2 separate regions of the Oryctolagus cuniculus genome follow, and region 1 is linked to region 2. Evidence: chromatin contacts called from public Hi-C data. All regions are on one chromosome and are shown on one strand. Each heading gives the region's core, a stretch centred on a gene start, on an enhancer-like site or on the middle of the called end of the contact. The rest is flanking DNA. Distances are from core to core; before and after follow the strand shown.

Evidence for each region. Hi-C and Micro-C count contacts between places; a contact is called where the count stands out from the background.
Region 1: a contact with region 2 is called in a Hi-C map of psoas muscle, with 2.5 times the contacts expected there. The contact joins the promoter of WWP1 here to the promoter of CA2 in region 2. A contact is called at or near these places in 2 of 6 Hi-C or Micro-C datasets (psoas muscle and an unstated tissue).

Annotation. Positions count from the first base shown.
Region 1 is chr6:111,621,734-111,627,349 of mOryCun1.1, reverse strand. WWP1 (WW domain containing E3 ubiquitin protein ligase 1) reads right to left here and starts at 3,799. Exons shown (of 22, transcript XM_051844599.2): 1 at 3,421-3,799.
Region 2 is chr6:110,936,993-110,942,667 of mOryCun1.1, reverse strand. CA2 (carbonic anhydrase 2) reads right to left here and starts at 1,483. Exons shown (of 7, transcript NM_001195708.1): 1 at 1,370-1,483; 2 at 91-288. The coding sequence starts at 1,403.

The DNA.
Region 1 (5,616 bases), core at 2,550-5,049, 680 kb before region 2:
AGTCCTTAAAGTTTATTTCATTTACATCACCTCCCTCTCCCTTCCCAAGCTGAGAGATATCAGGACAATAGTTATCAAGATGATCAGTGTGCTAATGCTACCTGCTCTCCCTCCACCAATTCATTCCTCAGACCTACCAGCTTTCAGGCAAAGAGAAAACAAGCGTACAGATATTACAATGAAAATCTAAGACTAAAGAATCTAAAAATGTTCAGAGCTGGAAGGGTCATTTCCTGGGATCAATTAGTCCTTACTGATGAGGTCACTTAAAGCAGTAAGTATTTCCAAGTAATGGTAAATTTGCTGTACTATCTGAATACAAGAAAGAAAACCATCTTTGTCACCCCACTCCTGATTCCACTTCACCCACCAGCAACTCTAAGGCAAATCATTTATACTCTTGGCTACTTTGTTCTATAAAATAACAAGAGACAGTATAAAATCTCTGCAAACTGTCAACCACAACACAAGCATAACACTATGTCTCTAGGTTTATACACAGTTTATCTCTACAGTAGGTCTTCTTTTCAGTGAATGGAAGAATCTGAAGCTTCTGCTATTTTAAAAAGCTCCCAGAAGCCCCCAGCCCAACTGACTGGCCAAGGGGGTTTCATGAATGAGCTTCAGGTGGTCCATGGACTCCCCTAAAATTATATCCATAAGGCATACAAGAGTACTTCAAAAATAAAATTAAAAATAATGTGAAGTAGGTGCTTGGCCTACTACTTAAGCCATCAGTTAGGACACCCACATCCCATATCACAGTGCCTGGGTTCAAGTCCCAGCTCCACTCTGATTTCAGTTCTGTTAATGCCTCTGGGAGGCAGCAGGTGATGGCTCAAGTGGCTGGGTCCCTACCACCTCCATAGGGGACCTGGATTAAATTCCTGACTCCCAGTTTCCACCTGGCCCAGCCTGCAGCTGCAAACATTGGGGAAATGAACCAGCAACTGAGAGCGGTGTCTCTCAAAAGAAATTAAAAATAAATGCACATTTTCCAAACTCTTTGAAGAGTCCTCACTGTGCCTCTGGAAGTCTTCCAGGCTAGCAGCTTTTTTAGTTAGGATTAATAAACAGCAAAAAGTTGTAAAGTAACTCACAAACACTGAGGGTCAAGTCTACAAGGATCTTGCTCAAAATGGTCCTATTCCTCCAATCTACCTGGATCCCTCTCAAATTCTGGCTATTCTATTTCCTTTTTCCTTTCCAATCCTATTACCAAAACAGCTTAGAGCCTCCCCACCTACAATTAAGACAATCAGGAAGTGTTCCTACTTCCAGGATCTCTAGTCCTCCACTCATACAAGCTGCTACCAGATTAAGCCTCTTAAAACAATAGTCTAAAATTGTTTCACTCCCAACTTAAAAATTATCTTCGGAGCCCTCAATGCTTAGGAAATTCAAGGTCATTAGCATGGCATTAAAAACAATCCACAACTAGTCCCAAGCCTTTACCAAAGCTTTATCACCCTTTATCCTAGTACAAAAACTCTGTGTTCCATTTAACCATAATTACGTGCCTCTTCCCAGATGTATGAACTTGGTGCCCTCTCAGATTCTTCTCTTTGCTTGGATTATCTTTCCCTGTCTATCCAATGTCAGTCATTCTTCAAAACTAAGATTTAGAAAGCCAGAAGTTCTCCTAACTAACTGCACCTTTCCAGAGGATCGCAACTCTACCACTTCTGAATTTAAATTCTGGTTGGATTTTTGTATCATTATGAAACTTTACTATATATTAAAAGACAAACGGGGCATTTGTGTGTATTATTCGCAGGACTGGGGACAGAAATTGTTAATTATTCTTTGTATTCCCCAAAATACCTCATGCAGTAGATGCTAAATAACTGTGCAAGGAAGGAAAAGAAATGTCAATCGTCCTGGGGTAAACAGCAAAGATTACAATCTCTTTGAAGGCAGAGACCTTATCTATGACATCCTCTATCATGTTAGTCTTCCAAAAAACAAGCATTGTAAGGACTGCTTTTCAAAACGATGGTGTTGTGGGTCTTACAAGCAGTTCTTCACTTTATGGGAAAAACACTTTGAAATGTTTGTAAGCTATGTTCCAAAGAACTATTCCACACATTTCACACTTTTCAGTTCAAGTAGCTCCCAACTCTTGGCCACTAACATCTTCAACTTAAAAATATTAACTATTTATGAAAAATAATAATTTCCAGTAACACAATATACTGCTTTATGGCTAAAAACAAGTCACATAAATAAAAGAATGCCTTTATTTTTTAAAACCTGATTTTTTGCTTGCATAATACACAGACTTGATGAGACAGGTAAAAATGGATTTAAACATAAGCATGAACTCTTGTAGAAACCTGCAGACAGCTATAAACCAGGTGTTTCAGGTAAAAATATTAAAGAGGAGAGGGGGAAGAAAGATAACTTCGGACATTAGCTTTTGCTACTATGACCATTAGCATCTTAAAGCAAAAACTCCAATCTTTATGCATATGAGCCTACACACAAAAAAGATTAAAATCTTTCCAAATAAAAAAAGGAAAACTAAAGCAAGCCCTTACAAAATATTCTGTCTTTAAGGAGTAAAAACATCAAATTTATACATAGATAACTACTGTTTTTTTGGTGTGTGTTTTTTGTTTTTGCTTTTTGGAAACGAAGCTCTCACGTAATTACCGGAGCAAAAGAAAGTCAACTCCACATCCACGGAGTAAAGAAAAGCTCTGCACAGTCCTTGTGCATATGAGGCTGGCAATTTAAATGTTGTAAAAGCAATGGACAAAGTATCAATTTAAATTTACCACCACCACTACCACCCCTCAAAAAAAAAAAAAAAGATTAAAGAAGGGGATTGAAGTCACACGTGAGGCTGGGACTGGCAAAATCTGCAAGGTCACTGAGATCTACCAGGTCACAAAAGGTAGAGGTGGGGGTTGTGTTGGGGGGGGGGGTGGCTGCGGAATCAGTGGAAAAGCCAGATTTAAAAAAAAAAAAAAAAGCACGTCAGAAAGAGACGTTCTGAGACTGGAGTCCTTGGTTTGGGACGGCGGAAGGGGGTGAAAGTCAGGGCACGGGCAGGGAGTCCGTGCTTTGAGGGAGGTGTGAGGCAGAAACGTAGAAGCAGCAGACGAGAAGGCGAAGGGAACGGGGAACTGCGGCTGCAGAGTCACGGAAACACTTCGCCCCGCTCCAGGATCATTCGCCCAGGCCTGTGCCAGGGCCAACTCCGGGCAAGACCCGTGACCCAAGCCCAGAAAACTCCAGGCCCCCCGGGCTGGAGAAGGCAGACACGGCGGCGCGAACTGTCCCCCGACGGCCCCGAGAGAGAGAGAGAGAGAGAGAGAGAGAGAGTCCCGCCCGGGGGCGGTCGGCGCCGGACTCCCCACACCGCGGCCGAGGCTCCGGGCCCGCGCCCCGCGCCCCCCGCCCCGGCGTCCTTACCCTGCGCGAAGCTGCCGGCGCCCGGCAGCGGACGGCCACAGCTGCGGCGCCTCCTCCCGCGGCGGGCGCCCTCAACCTTCCGCGCCTAAGATCGCCATCTCGCAGCAGGCGCGGCGGCGGCGGCGGCAGCGGCAGCGGCAGCCACCCAGGCGTCGGCCCCGGCAGCCCAGGCCGCCTGCAGCCACTCGAAACCCGCACGCCGCGTTTGCCGACACCCGACCCTCCCCCCACCCCCACCCCGGCCACGCGCCACCCCCGAGTCGACCCCACACCTCCCTTCCTCGGGAGCACGCCGCGTGCCCGCGTCACCGGCGCCGCGCCCAGAGCGCGCGCCCCCTCCACCCGCCCGGGCACCGCGCTACGCAGCGGCCACCTAAAGACTCCAACTCCGGAGCCGGAATCCGGCGGATTTGCGAGCATGCGCAGCAAGGGCACCCCCGCCGCCTTTAGAAGGGCCACTCCTCCGGGTCTTCTGAGCGATCGACTCGTGTGGGGGGGCGGGGGCGGGCCAGCCAATAGGGGAAGGGGGCGTGGCCTGGACCTGTGAAAGGGGTGGGGCTTCCGCAGAGGTTTGGGAAGAGGCTTTAAGCCAGTGCTAGGTACTGCTGACTTGACTTTCCGGTACTCGGCCCAACCTGCGCGTGACCTCAAGCAGGCTCCTTAGGGCACTGGCGTCCTTTTTTACGAACGCCTTACAGCGAAAGCAGGCTGTTAATAAAGTCTGCTTGACCTAGCTGAGTGCTTGACTTAGAGCCCGTTGCCAAAGTACATGCATTTAGAAGATAGACATACCAGAAGACTTGCAATTTCTGTATATTGGTAATCAAAACGTTCACAACCCACCCCTGCCCACGTCAGCCCAGTGATAAAGCTAATACATGTTGAACAAGAGTATGTGTCAGCGCAATTAGTCCCCATAACAGTCTCATCAGGTAGCGTCTATTATTTCCATCATTCACGCCGAGTCAGCCTGTTTAGGGAAGTGCCCGTGTATTGCTTTTAGAAGGCCGAGCAAATACAAGTGAGTAAGGGCCACATTACTCATGCATGAATTTCTCGAGTGTTTGCCCAAACACCTCACCTACCCCAACAAATTACCTACGTCCACACTCTCAGAGGCTTGGTGTCCCTGCTACTCTCCCAAGCGAACCTGCGCTCTGCTCCCTCTCGGGACCCTTCCTGGCACTTCTCTAACCTCACCTGTTAGCATAACCATGTTTTAAGACTTTTCTCACCTAAACTTTCCATTGACTTTAAAACTCCCTTCCTGCTCTCTCTTCTTTTGTCACAACAGAGCTTTTCGTAGAGTGGCAGTGTCATTGTTGATGCCACTCCACGAATATTTGTGGGATCCAATAAATACCTCCTGGTGGGACACATGCACATTTCCTTCCACTCCGGGGCAGGAGTGCTGACCTCTGCCTTCACACCTGAATTTGGTCCCCATTGAATCCCCGAAGATCATTCTGAATGCCCGTCTGAGCTCGTCGCTCACCCCGCTGCTTCATTCTTTGGCTCTTCCTAGCTTTCCTGAGGAAGGTTACCGCGATAGTCAAGCCCCTTTTCATGCTCATATACTCTGTTCCTCCTCTTAGGAAAAACTCCTTCCGCTTCCCTGAATGTACTCACTCATCTCTGTGCTTTAACCACGATGTCCTCTGATTTGCCCTCTTCGTTTTGCGTAACAGTCCCTTTAAATAGATGTCACCACGAATTTGCAACTCACCGCCCCCCCCCCCACCCGCCAACCCACCCAGCAATTCCCTAAGAATTCCCAGCAAGATCTGCCCTCCTCCAGAGTGCATGCTGGCTTCCTTCTGCTTCCTGCTCTTCTCTGTCTCACGTTCAGCTCCCCCAGTTGCTCAGTTTCCCACTCAGCTTGTTTCTGTACAGAAGCGCCTAGAGTTCATCTAGCCCACTAAATTGATACCCAGTAGTGAACCATTTTTCTTTCATTATGGAATGTTCCTTTGGTTTCCAATGCACACTGTTATATATATATATATATATATATATATATATGTTTTCCCAAGTCATTATCTATGTCCTTATTTGTTGTCATAGGTTACTTCTTACAAAGTGATTGAAAATATGAACAAGTTTAGTCCTTTTGTAACTAATTGACAAGTTGACTTCTAGGAAGAGCATGTGTCCAAATGTCACATTACCTGTGATCAAAACAGCTCTGCCAACCTA
Region 2 (5,675 bases), core at 234-2,733:
GGAGACAGACTGTAGTGGTTAAAGGATTTCCACCACTCCTGATTTCCTCCATCAAGCTGGGAAAACAGCCGTAAGCTACAAGACACTGACCTGTTTTGTCGTGAGAGTCATCAAACTCCACGTTGAAAGAGTGACCATTGTTGATGATCCTCCGAGAAATGGGGTGCTCATAGCAAACACGCAGAGGCTTCAGGGAAGGGTCGTGCTTGGCCGCGTTAGTGTCGATGTCAATAGGAGACTGGCGCTCGCCATTGGCAATGGGAAAATCCTTATGCCAGTGCTCAGGTCCTGGGGATGAGACCAAGAGTATGAATCCCACAGTGTGGAGAACGGTACACCCAGACCCCTAAAACAGGGCAATGACTCTGTAGCCATCTGCTCGGCTCCAATTTTGGCAGCACCATCGAAAAGCAGAATATCTTTGGGAAAACACTGTGCCTCAGTTTCTTCATTTATAATATGGGGTCATATAATACTATGCCCTTACCTCATACACGTTGTTGTAAGAATTAGAATCCACGCATGTAAAGCTCTTAGACCAATATTTAGTGTCATATAAATACTAGTTATTTGCAGGGTCCTTTTACTGAAATTAAGCAATTAAAGTTGGGCAGACACTCATATCATCAAGGCTTCTGGTTGGAATTTGGGATGTGCAAGCTCACTAAGCCATTCTAGCAGGTCCGATTCCTCCTTCCTCGTGTCGTCGCTCGGGACGGAAGGACAGAGCTGCCGCCCAGGCTCGGGGAACTCGCTCCATTAGTGGTCAGGTCCCAACTACCCGGGAAGCCCTGCACTCTTCAAAGATGCGCAAGAGGTCCCCAGGCGCATCTTGTTCTTGGCTCCGCTTCCCGGGAGATCCCAGACCCGTGGGGTTCATGAAGCCTGGGTCCGGGTGCCCGATACCCCTAACATTCTAGGTTGAGAAACGAAGGGAAAACTCAGCTCAGCAAAACGCCCCGGGACAGGTCGTGCGGAGAGCCTTGGCCACAGGTGGTGCTGCTGAAGCGGACGGGGATGTCTGGGGTTAGGAGGGGGGGTCCCTTAATTTTTCAGCGGTCAACAACTAAACTGCACCGTTACAACCCTGCCCGCTCTCTGGCAGCCGGCTTTAGGAGGGCCCTGGCTCCAGAAACCCAGAGAGGAACGAGCTGCGCCCCGTCCCTAGGGCCCTGCGCTCCGCCTGCACACGCGCGGATTCCTCGACAGTGGCTTGGAGCCGGGCGAAGGGGGCATCGCCGGCGCACCTGCACCTCCCGCGCGGCCCGCGGCCGCTGCCAACAGCAGGTGCAGGCGCTGCGGGACCCGGGCCGGCCACCGGAGTGGGCAAGGGTCTGGGCCCAGGACGCCGGACGCCGGCCTCACTCACCATTGTGCTTCCCGTACCCCCAGTGATGGGACATGATCGAGCCGGCGGTCGGGGCAGGGCGGAGTTGGGCCGGTCTAGCAGCGGCCGTTCGGGTTCCTCTTGCGCTCTGTGTCCGCGGGTCGCACCGTCATCGGCTTTTATAGGCTCCCGCCAACTTCGTGCTCGGGGGCGGCCCAGGGGAGGGAACCCCGGGTGGACCTGAGCGACGGGGGAGGTGACGGGCGGAGGTGATCTCCCTGCGCTGGGGCGGGCCAGACTGGCCAGGAGCCGAGGGCGGGGAAAATGCTCTCCCTGCAGGCGTCGGTCAGGCTTGGGAGCTCCTCTCCCGCCGCCCAGCTCCCCCTCGGCCCAGGGGCCGGGGCCCTGGGCGGGCAGCGAGGTTCGCAGCTCCGGCGCGCGTTGGCTGCAGCGGCGGCGGCAGCGGAGGCTCCCGGGCTCCTCCGTCCGACCCGGGCTGCGGAGCGTTTACGCGCACCCATCCCCCTCCGGGGCGCTGGCGGCGGCCGCTGACTGCTCGGGACCCGGGCCCCCGGCGCCGTTCATCTCCTGTCCACTTTATGATCGCATTGGTGGCCTCGGAGCCATCCGGCCCCACTCCATCGGCCACACTCGCGCTGAGGTCTCCAAGTCGGAGGCCTCGCTCTCCCGTGTCCCCGGCCTGGGGCTGGCAAGCTAGGTTAGGAGCTATGACCTTGGGGCAAATAGGGATACGGTCCTTGAGGCGCTGGGGAGCGAGCAGCCCTGGGTGCTGGGAGCTATGCGCCCTCTGCTGGACAGCCGTGGAAGAAGGCGAGAAATACTCCCTGCTGTGTCTCCTGCAGCCGGCACCGAGGCAAACCTGAGAAATTGCATTTCCTTTTAGGCTGGCAGGGCCTTGCCTGAAGTGCTCATCTCCCTCCTCTGTCTGCCTTCCTATCATGCAGAATTAACGTGGAGACAGGAGACTTCCTACTTAAGTACCTATGGACTTAACCAAAACTTCTAAAATAGAAATCACTTTTCTTAGAAAAATCGGGTCAGAGTATTTCTTCCAAAGAGGAGAGAACCTTGGCTGTTTGGCGAAGGCAATGTGCATCTGGCATAGTGGGAAATCATTCCAAATAATTCCACAGAAAGGCCAGGCAGCATTATGACTGCTGTGGGCCCTGGGCATTCTGCCTTTAGTCGTTTCTTTCTTCATAAACAGCACGTTTCCGACAGCATTAGGAAAAAGATTAATAGCTTAATGTGTATTGAAACGTTTTCTTTGACCTAAAGCCTATTTTTTCTATTCTGATTTTCAAAGAAAACCTTCTGGTGGACACCTCACAGCGCGATGGACTGGAGGCACCGCATGCTGCTTACCTGTGCTTAAGGGATGTCAACCTGTTTTCAGAGGGAGAGAAAATGCATTTCCTACAAGGGACTTTGCTACAAGAGAAAAAAAAAATTAATTAATCATAGGGGCAGCAGGGGCCTCTGGACTGTAGTCCTCGGGATCTCTGAGGGTATGTTATTAGGGTTAAAATTGGGAAGGTGGGAATCAGTTTACAGCCTTGATATCACATTACTTATATTTAACAACCCATAGCTAAATAAAAGGATGCCATGTTAGAGTAAGTTTCTGCAGTATTGGTCCGGAAATCATTATTTACTGTTTATTTCAGTCAATTCAACACAAATATGACTGACATTGAGGTGTATTTGTTCTAAGGCTCTAGAAAACTGTGTATTTCTGTGTATTGGGGCTTTTGGTAGATGTCACAGGGCATTCATAGGCAAAAGAGCAGCAATGTATTTCTAAATTTCTAGACATTATAAAGTGCACTTTGTAGCTATTTATGCCTCTATAGCTGCATAGTCTCTCAGTTGATAGTGAAATAATTGTGATTCTTTGCATAATTTTAGAATATTACTTAATTAGGAAGGCAGGATCTTCCAAGCAAACGTCTGCTGTTGGCCCTGTGGATATGGCACTGAGAAATGCTAAGAGTTGGGTACAAAATCTTTGAATGTCGAGTGGGCTGTGAAGCAACTGAGAAGGTAGCCAGGCGATTAGATCAGCAGGAATCCTTGTCTTTCATTTCCTCTGACCTGAATTGTGGCTTTACCAACCTGGAGGAACTAGGAGCATGTTCTGATTATTAAATAGCTAAACTTCAAACACCACCAAACACTGTTCAGTGAATGCATTCTTACTCCAGGGGATTGTTCTCTTATCTCTCCCTTCTGGAAAGTTAACTCTCAGGGGCAGCTGGCCCCTGACCCCAGCTCTGAGACAAAGAGAAAGAAAGAGAGAGAATCCTTGGCTCCCCACATGTCAGAAAGGGCTTACATTTGGGTAAATCAGAGGAGATACAAATGTTCTCTTATCCATTTTTGTTGGTGTTACAGTGGTTGTCTTTTTTTTTTTTTTCTGGACATCTTTTTTTGTAATAGACATGACTTTTGCCTTCATACTAATCAGCTTCAATCTAACTTGGTTCTGCTGAAGGCATTCTTAGCAGGCTGTCGGTATTCACTGGCTTCAAGACACTACTCTCTTATTGGATTTTTAAAAATAATCCTTACCCTATATCTGCATTTCTCCTAGAGGGAAAGATTGGCCCATTTCAGAAACTACATAGAACCTGAAGAAAGACACTTTCTCCGCCCCAGGGCAGGAGGCAGGGTGGGGTGAACTATTACAGAAAAATAAAAAATAGGGCTTTAAAAAATCCTGACATCTGTGATCCAATTATTATGATGAAATGCTTCCAACCTGTTAATCCTGGTGAAAATTAAAAATATGAAAGTAAATGTAATTGCTTTCTCCAAAACAGTGAAGATTTTGCGAATACTAGATTTTTTACAAAGGGAAATGTGCATGACATATTAAATATTTAACTAAAAGCCTAATAAAAGCTCGGTTTGTCTCATATTTCTAACAATGGTAGTATTAAAGATCAATTAAAACTAAGAGCTACTGGCTTTTGGAAGCTCCCTTATCTCCTTGAATGAATTCCTTTATTCTAGTATTTGTGATACTGCATTCTGATCAGACACTGCATTGTAATCATCTGATTGTAATCCACTGGCCCCAGTAAGCTGTTGGCTGCTCATTGGTAAAGTAGAAATAATGACACCCACCTCAGGGTTGTTGTAAGAATTGACCTAGTGATACATATAAATCACCTGCCACCTCTGGGCCCTCAATAAGGGATGGCTGTTCAGTTCCTCCTACACAGTGCTAAACAGACGACAATGAAATGATTGCAAAATTAAACACCTGGGTGAGGTGAGGTGCAAGGGGAGAATTTCAGAGGCATGCGCCTCCAGCAACATGACATGTGTTTATATGTTTGAGCCAGGGCACCAGAAGAAGGCGAAGTATTTGTGCCTTGGAAACGTCCATTCTACCACATTTGCATATTTCATTTTCCTTATTAAATTGAGTCACCTGAGGTTGGGAGCTGTAGCGCGTTGTTTACCTCTGTCTCCTAGGCACCTAGCACCCTTTACCTAGCCTGAGCCCCAGGACACATGTAGTAGCTACTCTTTGGGATTATGAAGTCTTAACAATCCAAACGGAGGTAACAGCAATTTCACTATACAGAAGCCAGCCATTTAATAAATGACATTGGGATGAAATTAGATGGGCTTTGAATCCAGGTGAACTCAGTAGCACCACAGACAAATTGATTGATCTTGCTAAAGATTCAATTTCCTCCTCTGAAAAACCAGGACAATAATAATAATAATAATAATACCACCTACTTCAGAGAGTGATGATGAAGGCTAAATGATATAATGTATGTAAAGGATCTGGCATAAGGCCGGTAATTGGAGTGTAATGAATATTTGTTAGCATCATTACTGCTTCATGTTTTTTGAGAGCTCCTATCATGTGCTTACTATTTTTTATGCACAATATGGACTCCTCACGATGAATCATCCATTCACTCATGTAGAATATCTTATCAAGGGCATCAGTCATACATCAGATCAGCAAGAGCCTCGTCTTCATGGAGCTTACATGGAAATGGATGGGGTGGTACATAATAAACGAACAACCGAGCAACAACCAAAAATGAATTTCTGACATTAGTTTGGAGAAAATAAAACAGGAAGGAAGTAGATTCTAATGAAGGAAGAAATGCTGCTTTAGATGCCAGGGTGGACTCCATAAGTCCACTGAAGGAATGCCATTTGAGGAACCAGAAGGGCAGAGGAAACAGCAAATGTAAAAATCTGAGCAAGGAACTTTCTAAATCAGCAACTCTTGTGGCTGGAGCATTGTGAGAGAGGAAGAGATGACAAGTTGCGAAGTCAGAGGCAGGCAGGGAAG